Regions from separate parts of the Mus musculus genome. Here region 1 is linked to region 2. A link is a contact called in public HiChIP or PLAC-seq data. All regions are on one chromosome and are shown on one strand. Each heading gives the region's core, a stretch centred on a gene start, on an enhancer-like site or on the middle of the called end of the contact. The rest is flanking DNA. Distances are from core to core; before and after follow the strand shown. Region 1 overlaps Gm31115 (a long non-coding RNA gene). Region 2 holds the start of Tnc (tenascin C).

Evidence for each region. HiChIP or PLAC-seq counts read pairs in DNA pulled down with a chosen protein or histone mark.
Region 1: a contact with region 2 is called in an H3K4me3 HiChIP or PLAC-seq map of neural progenitor cells, with 20 read pairs. The contact joins the enhancer-like site here to the promoter of Tnc in region 2. A contact is called at or near these places in 1 of 39 promoter capture datasets (neural stem cells), 1 of 484 Hi-C or Micro-C datasets (stem cell-derived neural stem cells), 2 of 115 datasets of contacts at active chromatin or transcription factors (astrocytes and neural progenitor cells) and 2 of 9 other capture datasets (macrophages and pancreatic islet).

The regions. Positions count from the first base shown.
Region 1 is chr4:64,198,583-64,205,368 of GRCm38.p6, forward strand. The region is part of intron 1 of Gm31115 (a long non-coding RNA gene); the gene reads left to right. Among named protein-coding and RNA genes, the nearest start is that of Gm31115, 48 kb to the left of the region's middle. Within about 2 kb of position 1,714, at least 21 of the 459 cell types and tissues checked have an H3K27ac peak or open chromatin away from gene starts, as enhancers often do. A contact at or near this core is called in neural progenitor cells, neural stem cells and stem cell-derived neural stem cells, where this site is marked.
Region 2 is chr4:64,044,146-64,050,798 of GRCm38.p6, forward strand. It overlaps Tnc (tenascin C), which reads right to left and starts at 2,791. Exons shown (of 27, transcript NM_001369211.1): 1 at 2,604-2,791. All of the region lies in intron 4 of 8030451A03Rik (a long non-coding RNA gene), which reads left to right.

The DNA of each region.
Region 1 (6,786 bases), core at 464-2,963, 150 kb after region 2:
AGCACTCAGGATCAAGGGTTCACATGTATTCTTTCTGCCTCATTCTTGAAAAAAAATTTCTCCAAGGACAGAAGGTTTCCATTGTCCTCGATTTTGAGAAATGTGGTTATATGTTCAATGTACAAACTGGTGGAAATCCATAGAGGAGTCTTTATGGAAATCTATGGAAAGCTGTATTGGGAATTACAGTTAACATTTTTTTTTTTACATTTTAAATGCTTTCATTAATTATAATTATTTTATTTATTTAAATCCAAAATGCTGCCCCCTTCCGGTCCCCTGCCAAAGTGTTCTTTCCCCAATCCCCCCTCCCCTTCACCTCTGAGAGGGTTCTTCTCCACCCACCCCCCCCCACCCGCCATATCTTCCTACTCTGGGGCATCAGTTCTCAACAGGATTAGGCAAAACCTAATCCTTTCTCACTGAGGCCAGGCAGGGCAGCCCTCTGCTACCTATGTACCAGGGGCTTCAAAGAAAGATGTGTCATGATGTTACACACAATTGGGGATCTGACCATAAAGAGGCAGATCTTCCTAACCCTTCTTTTGATGATCAGTAAGTACTCTGTGCTTAGTGTGTTAATAATAACCTTGATATACCATTAATTGACATACTTTGCCGAGCTTTCTGGTGTGATATGATACAGTATAAAGAAAATTAGCCAGCTCAGAATTGCACATTGAACATTCCAATCTCTCACTCATGAAATGCAGAACTTTTAAAAGACAACTTGTTTGCATTTGAAGTAGAGAAAATGAACCCATATTTTTTTTCTGTCAGGTTTTCCAGCTTTCCATACTCTTTTTCTTTTGCCTGGAATGGCCTCACTGTGATGTTTTTCTTGGGCTTTACGACTTAAACTGGAATTCATGTCTGCTGTGAAGACTCCTTTGCCTATTTCCTCCTAGGTAGTCTTGGTTTCTTTCTCTGGCTTCTAGATGACTTCACATTGCTATAAATATCAGCCTACATCGAAATTGCTTATTGTCCAAGTGTGTCTCTGGCTAGACTGTGCAAAGACACTTTCTTCTTTGTCTTTGAATCTACAATATCTACGTAGTGCCTAATACCCTGAGGGTAGGTTAAAAACTATTTATCTTGATTCATGTGGCCGACATAAATGGAATAATTTTCATTATAAAGTTCATAATAAAAGATTCTTGCTTTAGTTAACCATTTGTATTAGTCTACTATGACTGTCCCACACCCTACTCATGTCTCTTCTCCTAGCCATATTGTTCCACCTTTATGGTTTTGTCATGTTTAACCTCATCTGCTATCAGAATTCACATTTCCTTATGTAGATTAATTACTAAAAACTAAAACAAAAGAAGATAACTTTAAATATTAGAACTGTTTGCTTTGTAGTTACTCTAAGAAGTTATTTGTGTAAGAAGCATTTGGCAATGTCCTTTCAGTCTACATTCCAATAATTTATAAATGTTAAAGGATCTAGATGTTAGTCTGCATAGTATCTATAAGTATTTAATATACTGTTGATGTGATAGGATCTTAGAATCTCTATATATGCCCATAGGGATTTAGTATTTTCAGAAAAGCAAGAATCTATGTTGGAACCTTTAGTTGCAGAGCCCAGATCCAAGTCCTGGTTTTCTGAGCTGCCTTCTGTAGCACTTCCACAAATTAAGCAAAATATATACATTTCCTTGATGCTGTAGCACTTTGAGCTGCCTTTGTCACTGCTCCAGGCTTTTGTGGCTGGGGTGAAAACAAGATCCTACACAGATCCTTGTTTGTGCCCTAGCAACCAAGCACAACACAGATGGCCATCCTGGCAACCTGCCCATCAGACGCTGATTGCATACCTGGTGCTGTGACACAATGACAGCTTCCCCACGCAGAGATAGCGTGCATTTTTACAATGAAGTTTGAGTTCATAACAATATGCAATGTAGATTGTATCCTGTAACTTCAGGCCAATTTGTTAGTTTTGAGTCAAGAGGCAATAGCTTTCTGTTGGTGTAATGACAACTTGTCTGCTACAGCTGGATCATGTTAGGACAGTAGGAATTTTCTTCTTTGGTCCCTTTTCAATAGTGTCTTGTAATAATAGGGTAGCCTTCTCCCAGAATGCTTCTTGCCAGTTGCACACATGTACTGGCTCATGAACACAAAATTGTGAGCATTGCTTGGCATCAAAGAATAAGAATTGTCCTTATTTATAAATGGACAGTCCTTCTCTGGGAGGTGAAGAGACAATGACTCATTTTAAATACAAGAGATATTTCCTATGATTTGTTAATTTGAACCAATGCTAGTGTGCATAAGTCATTCTGCCAGGTATTAGAATGCAAAAATAAGAGATGCAGAATGTCACACAAATGACATGTAGACTCGTTGAGAATCTAAGCATTTAAGCTAATAACTATAATATAGACACTGAACACTCTAATAGTGGGGTATACCCAGTACTGTGGGAACAAAAAGGAGGGGACTAAATTCCTGTTGGGGGTTATCCCTGGGGAAACTCAACATGCAAACTTTGTGAGGCTCTTGCTTTGCCGCCTGATGAATCTAGTTTGCAGTTCCCACTCTTCCACTTACTCATTTTGTTAACTCAGTGCGTTAAGCTTTCCAGATCTCTTTATCTTTACAATTCTAAGAGAACAGGCTCATGCCATAAAATATATGTACAAACATAAGAACAAAATGAAATAATCATTAAGGTATGTTTAATGTCTTTTCTGGCATCTCATAGTTAATAAACATTAGCTGCCATCATTTTTATTATTATCACTATTATTTATGTGCTGATCCTGTAATCAGCCTTTGATGTGGTAACATCATGGCAGTAGAAAGTTCTGACTAAGAATGCAGGTCTGAATTCTATTACCTGTGTATCCTTGATATCGTCTTCAGTATTCTGAAGTAACTTATACTACCTAATCAAGATGAAGAAGTAGTATGCATATCATCGCCCTGTAGGTTCAAAAGCAAAACTTTTGAACAAGGTGGCATTTCCAAAATTGTGGTATTTGAAAAATAAAAAAAAATATTTCATTAAGTTTCCAGAAACACTGTCAACTTGGTTGTGGATGTGAACATTTTTAGAGAAATACCACAACAAGGTACTGGCATACTGCATTTTCTAATATGTGAGTCAAATTTGGATAAGGTGTACAATCACAACATGCATGTTGGACTCATATCTTGCTTTTTGATGAAACATAAAAATAATGGGAAGAACTTAAAAAATGTCTAGTGTTTGACTGTGTCTGCTCTGCTACTGGTCAGTTTGACTGTGCCTACCCCACACTGCTGCCGGGATGGTGGTGGGCTGTTTGGAAGTATGGAAACACAATTCCAGGGTGGGAAATCACAGTCTAAAGTGTGGTTTAGGGGTCCCAGGGCCTGTGACAAGGCTGAGGCTGTGGGATTCTCAGACTCTTGGACATACAGGCATTGCTGGGAGTTTTACAAGAGCCAACAATGGTGTAGGTAGACCACAGGCTGGGGACAGGTCTAGTCTGGGGCTGGGGGAAAGGGGAGTGCCTGCTTGTCCTACTGGTGATTATCCTTAGCTTGGTAGAGGCAGGCTTGGTGGTGGTTATGACTGGGAGTGCAGAAAATTCATCTACAAGAGAATTAAGCTGTGTTAGAGTGCCTTCTCCATGGCTCCCCCAGTGGATATTGATGAAAGAGACAGCCCATGGTTCTAAACAGTTTATTGGTTGTTCATGATGGAAAATGGATGTATAACCTACCGTACCCACTTCTCAGGGTAGACCTGAGAGTAAATACATTTTTCAGGGAGGAATGTCTATGAAGGGAAGCTTATTGGCTAAGTCCTCTGGACATCTAGGTACCTTATTAGCATGGAGAACTCTGTTTTGGGCCTATATCAAAGGACATATTTCTTTATGTGAAGAGTGTGGCAAATGTTTCAGGCCCAGAGCCTGGAGTTACCTAAACTTTAGGTGTGTGCCCACTGAGTCTCTTGGTCTCAACCTGCTGCATCTCACCAAATTTCCTGGCATGGTTTTACATCCTACAGTCTATAGAGTAAGGAAAGATGTGCTTGAAGGAAATAATCCAGGAAGAAGGTTGTGCCTTATTACATTCTCAAGAGAACGGGTGTTAATAATTATCTGGGCAACTAGATACTAGCTAATGATGGAAGTACTTTCATGGTAGAAGTGGTGAATATATAGGTAGTATGTCTAATGACATTGGATATTTGACCCTGGTTTTCCAGATGAGCACACTTTGCTTTAACAAGGCAAGATGAGATGATCCTTCTATGGAGGCAGAGCTAGTGAGTAAATGTCTGGGATTCATCTCTGACTTCACTTCCAGTGTTTGTTATGATGAGTCTGCCTCTCCACCATTACTATTAAGCCCTCACTGGAGTATGCAATCTCAAGAGAGATCAACGATGGGACTTTTGAGAGGAAAGAAAGGAAACACTGTGATGATTATGATGGGGTTTTTGTTTCTGCTTGCTTGCTTGCTTTTGTTTTTGTCAATTTGAGACAAACTACAGTCATCAGAGAAGAGGAAACAACAACAACTCTGAGAATACCTCAATAAAATTGGTTTGTCAGCAGGCTTGTGTGGGCATTTTCTTTCTTTCTTTTTTAAAAATTTTTTTCCCTTTTTTTAATTTAAATTTTTTAAATTAGATATTCTCTTCATTTACCTTTCAAATGCTATCCCCCTTCCTAGTTTCTTCTCCAAAAGTCCCCTATACTCCCCTTCCCACCCTGCTCCCCAACCCACCCGTTCCCTCTTCCTGGCCCTGGCATTCCCCTGTACTGGGGCATATAAACTTAGCAAGACCAAGGGCTTCTCCTCCCATTGATAGCTGACTAGGCCATCTTCTGCTACATATGCAGCTAGAGACACCAGCTCTGGGGGTAGGGGGAGGTACTGGTAAGTTCATATTGCTGTTCCTCCTATAGGGTTACGGACCCCTTCAGCTCCTTGGGTACTTTCACTAGCTCTTTCATTGGGGGTCCTGTGTTCCATACAGTAGATGACTGTGAGCATCCACTTCTGTATTTGCCAGGTACTGGCATAACCTCACAAGAGAGAGCTATATCAGGGTCCTGTCAGTACAATCTTGTTGAATAGTGTCTGGGTTTGGTGGTTGTTTATAGGATGGATCCCCTTTTCTTAATTAGTGATTGATGTGGGAGGGTCAAGTTCATGGCTGTTAGTGTCACCCTTGAGACAGTGGTCCTGAGCAAACCTTATGGAGTAAGCCAGTAAGCAGCACCCCTCCATGGTTTTGTTTCAATTCTTACCTTGGGTTTTTCCCATGACTTACCTTCCTGGTGGACTGCGAATTGGATATGTAAGCATAAATATGCTTTTCTGTTCAAAAAGCTTTTGGTTATGGTATTTTATCACATAAATATAAACCTTAACTAAGACAGTGGCCAACCACTGTCAGCCTATAGGGACCCTTTTTATTCAAGCTACAACAGTGTGCTACAGGTATGCCTGGGGCTCTTAAAGAAATTGTGAGGAGCAAAGTCATGATGGTGCCCTGGAGACAATGCCATGTAAAGTGAAAGTGATCTTATTAACTCATTTGTAAATGCAATATCATGGAATAGTTTGTTACAAAGTCCTTTTAAAAAGGCAATAAATTGAAGATGGCAAGGCTCCTTGTCTTAATGAGCTCGCTGGGTGTCCTCCTCATAAATTGTATACTTGAGACTTTTTATTGTACTTAGCTCATGGCAACACAAACTGATGCAATTAGTGAAAAACACAGCTATATTGTACACCCCAAAAGTCCAATCTACAATTACAAGAGGAATAGCATTCAAACGCCTATTTGGAAGCTGCTAGAGTTTAAAGGAACAAAGAAGGCTTTTCTCAAATCCTTTAGCTCAGCCAGACGTGTAGGGTTGTTATTTTAACATTTTATGATGTAAAATGAGACATCAAAGAAATTTCAAGATTCTAAGGCTATTTTAGGAATATTCCGTTTGTTGTTGTTGTTATTGTAGTTGTTTTTTGTTTTTTGAGACTGTGTTTCTCTGTGTAGTCCTTGCTGTCCTGGAATTCACTTTGTAGAGAAGGCTGGCCTCGAACTCAGAAATCTGCCTGCCTCTGCCTCCCAAGTGCTGGAATTGGAATATTCCTTTAAAGCCGTTTTTATTTCCATTCTCTTGGTTGGGCTGCTGTTCCTAAGGCTAGTGCTGAAACTCCAAGGTTGTTTAGCAGCCATTTAAGCATCTAAAGTCTTCTACCTGGGACACCCCAAGTATTGTCTCAATGAGGAATCATCTGTAGTACCAGCATTAGTGTAAAATCCTGTGAAAAATATGTCACAAACAACATGTCACTGGCTGTGCTCTTCCTTGTCAATCTCCACAGAGTCCATGGTTCATTCTCTTTCTGGGTAACATAGTCTGTCTAGACTAAATGCTTAGCAGTTATGTAACTTTTTAAAAATTATAAGTTTATTTAAAATCACACATGCAGTATTAATAAAAGCAAGTGTATGGAGAGAGAAAGAGGGCTTTGGGGGTTATTCCTACCCATATTTGGTGGCTCCTAGGGAGCCACAGGACCTGGTTTTGAAACATATCATGTAGGAAATTGTCATCTAAGTACCCATGAGAAAGTTGTCTGAATAAGCCTTCCAGGGTCTGAATCTTGATTCAAAGCCTCAAAACCTCTGTGAATTTAGAAGGCAATATTTAATTTTATTATGACTTGGTTTATTAAACTTTCCAGGGAACCTTTTTTTCACTAGTAAATAGAGTTTCTGAGAGTGTCACATTCTATGAAACATGAAAACCAAACTCA
Region 2 (6,653 bases), core at 1,541-4,040:
GTCTGCCTGGTGGGGCATATTTTGTCAGAAGGGAAGTGCTTTCCCTCTGAGGGCTATACAAGAAGCTGACACGTTGAAAAGAAGCACAGCCTCCAAAGAAAGATATGAGCTTAGATTCTGGCCCTATCACTTGAGTTCCAAGACCCAATCTCTCTGCTCTGTGAGTCTCTCTGTCTTATAAGTACACCCATGCTCCAGAGACCTGCTGTGGCCATTTGATACCATGATGCCCAGGGAAGCATCAAGAGCCTATAGCTCATACACTGGTTAATTCTATGCTGGCTATAGTGATTACTGACATTGATTGAAGTAACCAACCTTTCTTAAGCCTCTAAAATTCCTGTCTCCTGTTTCATTTGGGGAACTGTCCTTACTCCCATAGCTGCTGGATTTCAGAACACTGATCTGAGTAAGCACTGCCTAGCTGTGAGATCTGGAGCTGTGTGTCCCATTGTTTGCAATGTGGTAAAAATGTTCCAGGGGTATGAATAGTGTGTTTGCACCCCTTAACCCCATGTTAGCCCATGCAACCTCATTTTTATCTGTCAGAAACTCAGGGAGGAGGGTTGTTCATAATTTATTAATAACTGCTTCTATTGTTAAACTTGACAAACATTTGTTTAGGACATTAATCTTGAAAGTATCTGTGATCTAGTAACAAGGTAAACAGAAACACCTCTGTCTATTGAACTCTTCTGGTGTGTATGTCACAGAGCCCCAGGAGAGGTAACTCCTCACCCTCTTTGTATGAGTGACAAAACTGATGGATGGAAGCCTTGTCACCTCTTGAGACAGGGGAAAGAGAGGCCAAGAGCGCGAAGCTAGGTGTTTTGAACAAATGAGGGAGTGGGTGATTACCAAGCTTGGCTTCACCCATTCTCTCTGTCTCTGTCTCTGTCTCTGTCTCTGTCTCTGTCTCTCTCTCTCTCTCTCTCTCTCTCTCTCTCGTGCTCACCCCATTTGAGTAACCCAGAGAATATTCACACACTGCACCCCCTTCTTTCCCTAGATGTGGTCACATTCTTGGAATGTACCAGGCCAAGGCACACTACCCCCATCCCCCATGCCCTTCGAAAGCCTTGGTTCATAGGACAGGAGAACTTTCCATCAGCTTATTTAGACAGAGCATGCCTCTCACCAGCCCTGGTGAGCTTTGTTGCATCTCAGGAAAGGCAGTGGGGTGGGGAGCAGCTTTCATTTCTAAGGTGCATATAGGGAAAGCTCTATAAAACAAAGAAAAAAAAAGATTCCACGAAAACACACGAAAAAGAGGCATTCACTCTTAAAGAGAGCTCCCAGTCTGGCTCATCCTCTGAGGCAAAGAATCTGATTCCAAAGACCACCAGCCACACAGCACTCCATAGCCAAGCACTTCAGCCTGTAAATGCCTGAGGACATTCTGGAGTCAGAACTCCAGATTCACATCAAGCCCGAGGCTGCCACCTTTTCTCCTAATGGTGCCAACACACCCCTTGCTTGTAAAACACTACGTGCCAGGCTAGCAGGCTGTCTCAGATTGGGCAAGATAAGAAGGCAGAGGCTTTGGGGGTAAGCAGACACACTGAAAAACTGGGTTAAGAGGCCCCGCTTTTCACGTCCAGGGTGTTGGCAGCTTTGGGCCATGACAGAGATTGCCCAGTTGCTGATTTGATCTTTTTTGTTCCTCATTCGCTCCTCATTATAAGGGGAGCTGCTGTCCCCACTTTAGAGAAGTGGAAACTAAGGTCCATAGAAGTTACATATTTTCCTGACACATTTATGTTGTAGTGGCACTAGTGGGAATGCCCAAGCCACTTCTAGGGTCAAACCCCAACCTCTTATTCCCCCTGTCACAACGATGGCATAGAGGAATCTCTGTGCTCTTTCCAAAGTTCACCAGGGAAGGGAATATGTTACTGGGGTTCTGGGATAAAGTGTCAGGAGGGAGGCCGATTTGGGAGCAATATGGGGTTCAGATGCCTCCAAACCTTCTACACATGCCCCACCTGAGGTCTCTGAATCAGGAGGATGGCACCCTGCTTCAAGAACCCACAGACGTGCCCACCAGTTTCATCTTACAGCCTGTGGGCTTTTCATCCGTGCCCAGAACTCATCTCCTAGCTCTGGTATCCAGCTCTTATCTTTCCCCAGAGTGGACACTGAGGATCAAATGGGACAAGAGGGGAACGAAAACTGTCAAGTGCTGAGACTGTGTAGATGCACGGTTGTGTTCTCCCTACTACGGGTACGTGGTACTCATCCCACCCAAGTGCTGTGAGTGAATGCCACTTTAAAATGCAACTTCTCTAACGCTCCAAAAGGGGAAAATCCACAGGTGAGAATCAACGAGGTAAAAGGGTAAGAGTTAAAGTAAGACATTTCCTCCAAAGAAAGGCAGAGACAAAACTTTACCAAAAGTTCCCTGAGTTCCTCTGACTATTGACAGATCCATACCAAATACATGACCGCAGGAGGGCAAGCACAGAATAATCGGGCCGCATCTGATCACACCGGGCTTGGAAATTAAACAAAAGTTTTATAGTTACAAACCCACATCTTACTGGGTACCGGGAATGCCAGGAGCACACCAGAAAGATCCTGGGTGATGGGATCAACAGACTCACCTTTTCCAGGTCGGGAAAAGCAAAGTCTCTGGGTGCACCAGCTCCGTGAAGAAGTACCTGGGTTAAGCCACAACGAGTTCCCAAGCGCGCGGTCCCTAGCGTCTTCCCAGCCACTGTCTGTGCCCACCAGAGGCTAGGGTGTGTGTCTGCGCGCGGGAGAGACGCGTGACAGTAGGCAGGCTGTGGCCGGAGCAGCCAGCTTTGGCAGGCTTATATAGGGAGCTCCTTCCTCTGTAATGGGACGCCTCGCCTCCAGACATCCTTTCCCACTTTTTTTTTTTTCAGTTGGTGAGTTAAAGGCACAGCCCTCCCAGCGGAACAGGGTTAGCTCATGAAAGACGCACTCACTCCAGGCGCGCCGCCAGCTAACGGACCATTTGCATACAATTTATAGTGAAGAAAAAAAAAAGTAGGAATTTCAGCTCCCTCCGCCCCCGCAGAGTAGTTGTTAGTGAAGTGTGATTTTTGCATTGCTCCACAAATGAGTATTCTAATTGTGAAACAGAAGCCTTGGGAACTGGGATATGAGGGAACTGGATCCTGGCGCTGCTCCTGGACTAGAGCAAGCTGGAAACACGACCTGGGTTCCCTCAGGCTCTGGGCAGCAGCTGCGGGGTGGCACCTCGGAGAAAGCCTGAGGGCTGAACCTGAGTTCCTGGAAAGAGGAGATCGAGGAGAGTTGAGCAAGCCCGGGGCAGTTCAGGTTTCTCTTGGCCAGCTTGGAGATAACCCAAGATTAGTTCTCAGCAGGTGGGAACCATACTGGGAGCTTAGAAAAGTGAGCTTTTCTGAAGCAGGACCCAGCGGTGCCCAGCTGCCTGGAGGAATCTTTATCCAGATCCCAATGTCCCCTCAGGAGTCACTTTTTGACATTGTTTATGCCACATACTAAGTGCTTTCTACTTAGTAGGGTCTACTAAGTAGGGTGTAGTACTTAGCTCAGGGTGTACTCCTGAGCTCTCAGTGTACCTAGGTGCTGAGTGAAGACTTTTTTTTTTTTTTCTTAGAGAAGCACTAATATATTTCAAAAGGTAACACTATTTAGGTTGAAGTCCTCATTTAGCATGTTAAAGTATCCCCAAGGCACCTGGGGCCAAGCTCAGCTCACGGTACTTCTGGGCTTGTTTGGGACAGTGCTTATACCCTGCAATTTAGAGAAGCAGTTTAATGCCATCAAGGAATTGTGCCTGGGAAGCACTTAGAATTCATGGCTCCATGACACATTGGTGACCAGAAACAGTGAGTGATGCTTAAGTAGGAAACTGTCACCCATGACAACAGACACAGCTGCTTTGCTGGACTGTGGAAAATGCATCTCTTTGTTCTGTAATTTAGAAGAGACTTCTGATGTTTTAATTAACAACTATTATCGGAAATTTCAACCATCCACTTACTGATTGATACCATCCTTCAGCCTTTCTCATAACATTTAGTTTCAATCTCCCTGGGAGAATAAAGCAAGACAAAATTAGGCTATCCCTAGGGTGGCACCGATTCCAGGACTCGAAGACTGCCTGCTTAAGTGTTCCCTATCCCCCCCCCCCCCACACACACACACACACACACCGCTCAGACATCAGGAACAGCCATAAATAGTCATGTCGTAAAACGACTCATTTGAACTTTTAAACCATTTGGGCTGATTCAGATGTTGGTTGCTTTGGGAATTTTTTCATTCTGCGTGTTAGCCAAAACATATTTCAGTGGCACAAGCCTGTCTTTCCACCAGTAGTGAATGCTTCCACGCCTCTAGGCTTTCCTAAGCAGACCCAGGCTACCTCTTCTCAGTTAGCAGAGAAAGTGTTAGACATGTCTTTACTCCATGTGTCCTATGAGCTATGTTTATATACAATAAATATATAATCAATTTATTTGTAACCATTTTCTTATGTCTGAACAAGGTAAGCTGAGAGAGTCTGCTAAAAGCCGTGTGATTAATAGGGCTTCTAAGAATGTTCCAGACTTGACATCCCTGGTCCCCAACAATTCTTAGTGTTCTATAGTCAATCATGAATTCACAGCTACCACAAACTGCTTAACCTATTACTGGAAAGCGAAGTCAGATGGGAGGCCCTGAGGATGGTGATCCTGACACATAAGACTATAACCATCAGTGGTCACAGAAATGTGTCACATGACACCTGAGATCTATCTTTTTTTCCATTAATTTATTTATTCACTCCACATCCCAGTATCCAGCCTCCCTCTCCTCCCAGTGCCTGCCCTACAGCTCTTTCCCCCATTTCCCCCATCCCTTTTACCTGGGAAGGGGGCCAGGCCCTAGGTGTCACCCCACCCTGACATAGCAAATCTCTCTGCAGGTGAATTTTCTCCCACGGAGGCCAGACAAGGTGGCCCAGCTAGAGGAGTGGGATCCACAGACAAGAAACAGATTCAGAGACAGCCCCTGCTCCAGTTGTGAGGAGGTGGGGGGCCACGTGAAGACCAAGCTGCACATCTGCTACATATATGTGAGGAGCCTCGGCCTAGCCCATGCTATCCCCTTGGCTGGAGGTTCAGCCTCTGCTGTACTGCAATCTACTTGTAAAATGAATGTTCAGCAGGTTATGGAGGCTCATCCTGTCGTGATCATGGCATTTGAGAGGTTCAAGCCTGGGAGTCAGCATGAGTCTGGGCCAGCCTAGACTGAAACCTTCTCTAGAAGACAAACAAACAGAACCAACCAACCAAAACCTCCAAGAACAAACAAGAGACCCTTTCACTAACAAAAAAAGTTTTCTCCCAAAGTGCTGAGAAACATCATAATTCTAGCTATACTTCAGCCTTACAGTGAGGAGGACTGCTCAGACTAGACACTGTTCTGTCCCCCTGGACTCTTTATACTTTACATAGAGTAATAATACTGAGTGATTGCATTTGTTGTGCTGTTTCCATAGTGCACATAATACTGTGATAATCAGTCTTCTAATGCCTTGCCTACCCTTGCCCTCCATACCCCTGACTGTCCTGCTCCATTTGCTTGTTTCTCGCTCCTAATTTGCATATGTAAGAGAAACGTGCAGTGCTTGTCTTCCTGCATGAGTTTAGCTTATTTGACTTAGCAAGGTGATCTCCAGTTCTGTTTATTTTTCTGCAAATGGCGTAGCTGTATTTTTCTTTATGGCTGAATAAAACTTCTCTGGGTGTATCTAGTGCCTTCTCTTCCTCCTCCTCCTCCTCCTCTCGTCTGCAGATGACAGGTAGATGGATTGTGAGTGGTGCCATGATCAATGTGGCTACTCCAGAATCTCCACAGTAAACTGACTCCGATATTTCAGGCTAACTGCCATAGCCCTAGTTTCAACCTATTGAACTTCCTCCACAGAGATTTTCATAGTTATTGGGTGAATTGAATTCACATTCCCATTAGCAGCAAAAGACACCCTTGCCAATAACTGTTGGTTGGACTTTGTTTTCTTCAGGACAGCTTTTCTGACTGGGGTCAGATGGATCCTTCTAGCAGTTTGGATGTTTGTTTCCCTGATCGAGAAGTAGCCTAAGCAGTTCCCATGTATTTATTGCTAGTTATTTAATCTTTTGGGAACTGTCCATTTAGCTCTTTTGCCCATATGCTGAATGAATTTGCTCTTTTGGATTTTTAAAAAAATATTTTTATATACCATGGATATTAATTCCTATAAGATGAATAAATAGTGAGGATTTTCTCCCTTGCCACAGGTTGTTTATTCCCTTGGGCAACTAACACTTCTATTTGCTATGCAGGAGTTCCTCATGGTCATCTAATGGCCACTGAATTCCTTTCAGAGCTTCCATTCTGTGCAGGTAGGTCTGTGTAGATCACGTGCTCCTCAAGACATAAGCCTTTACTTGTGCTGAAATTAACTTAATCCCTTTATTTCCACCTCTCACCACCATTTGCCATCTGATTCTGATCCAGCTTCACTTGGAAATTTCCCTATATATTTATTTAATTAAAAATGCTTCCACTCCAGGTGTGGTATCTCATTCCTTTGACCCTAGCACTCAGGAGGCAGAAGCATGCCAGCCTTTGTGAGTTAGAAGCTCATCTACATAGCAAGTTCCAGGCCG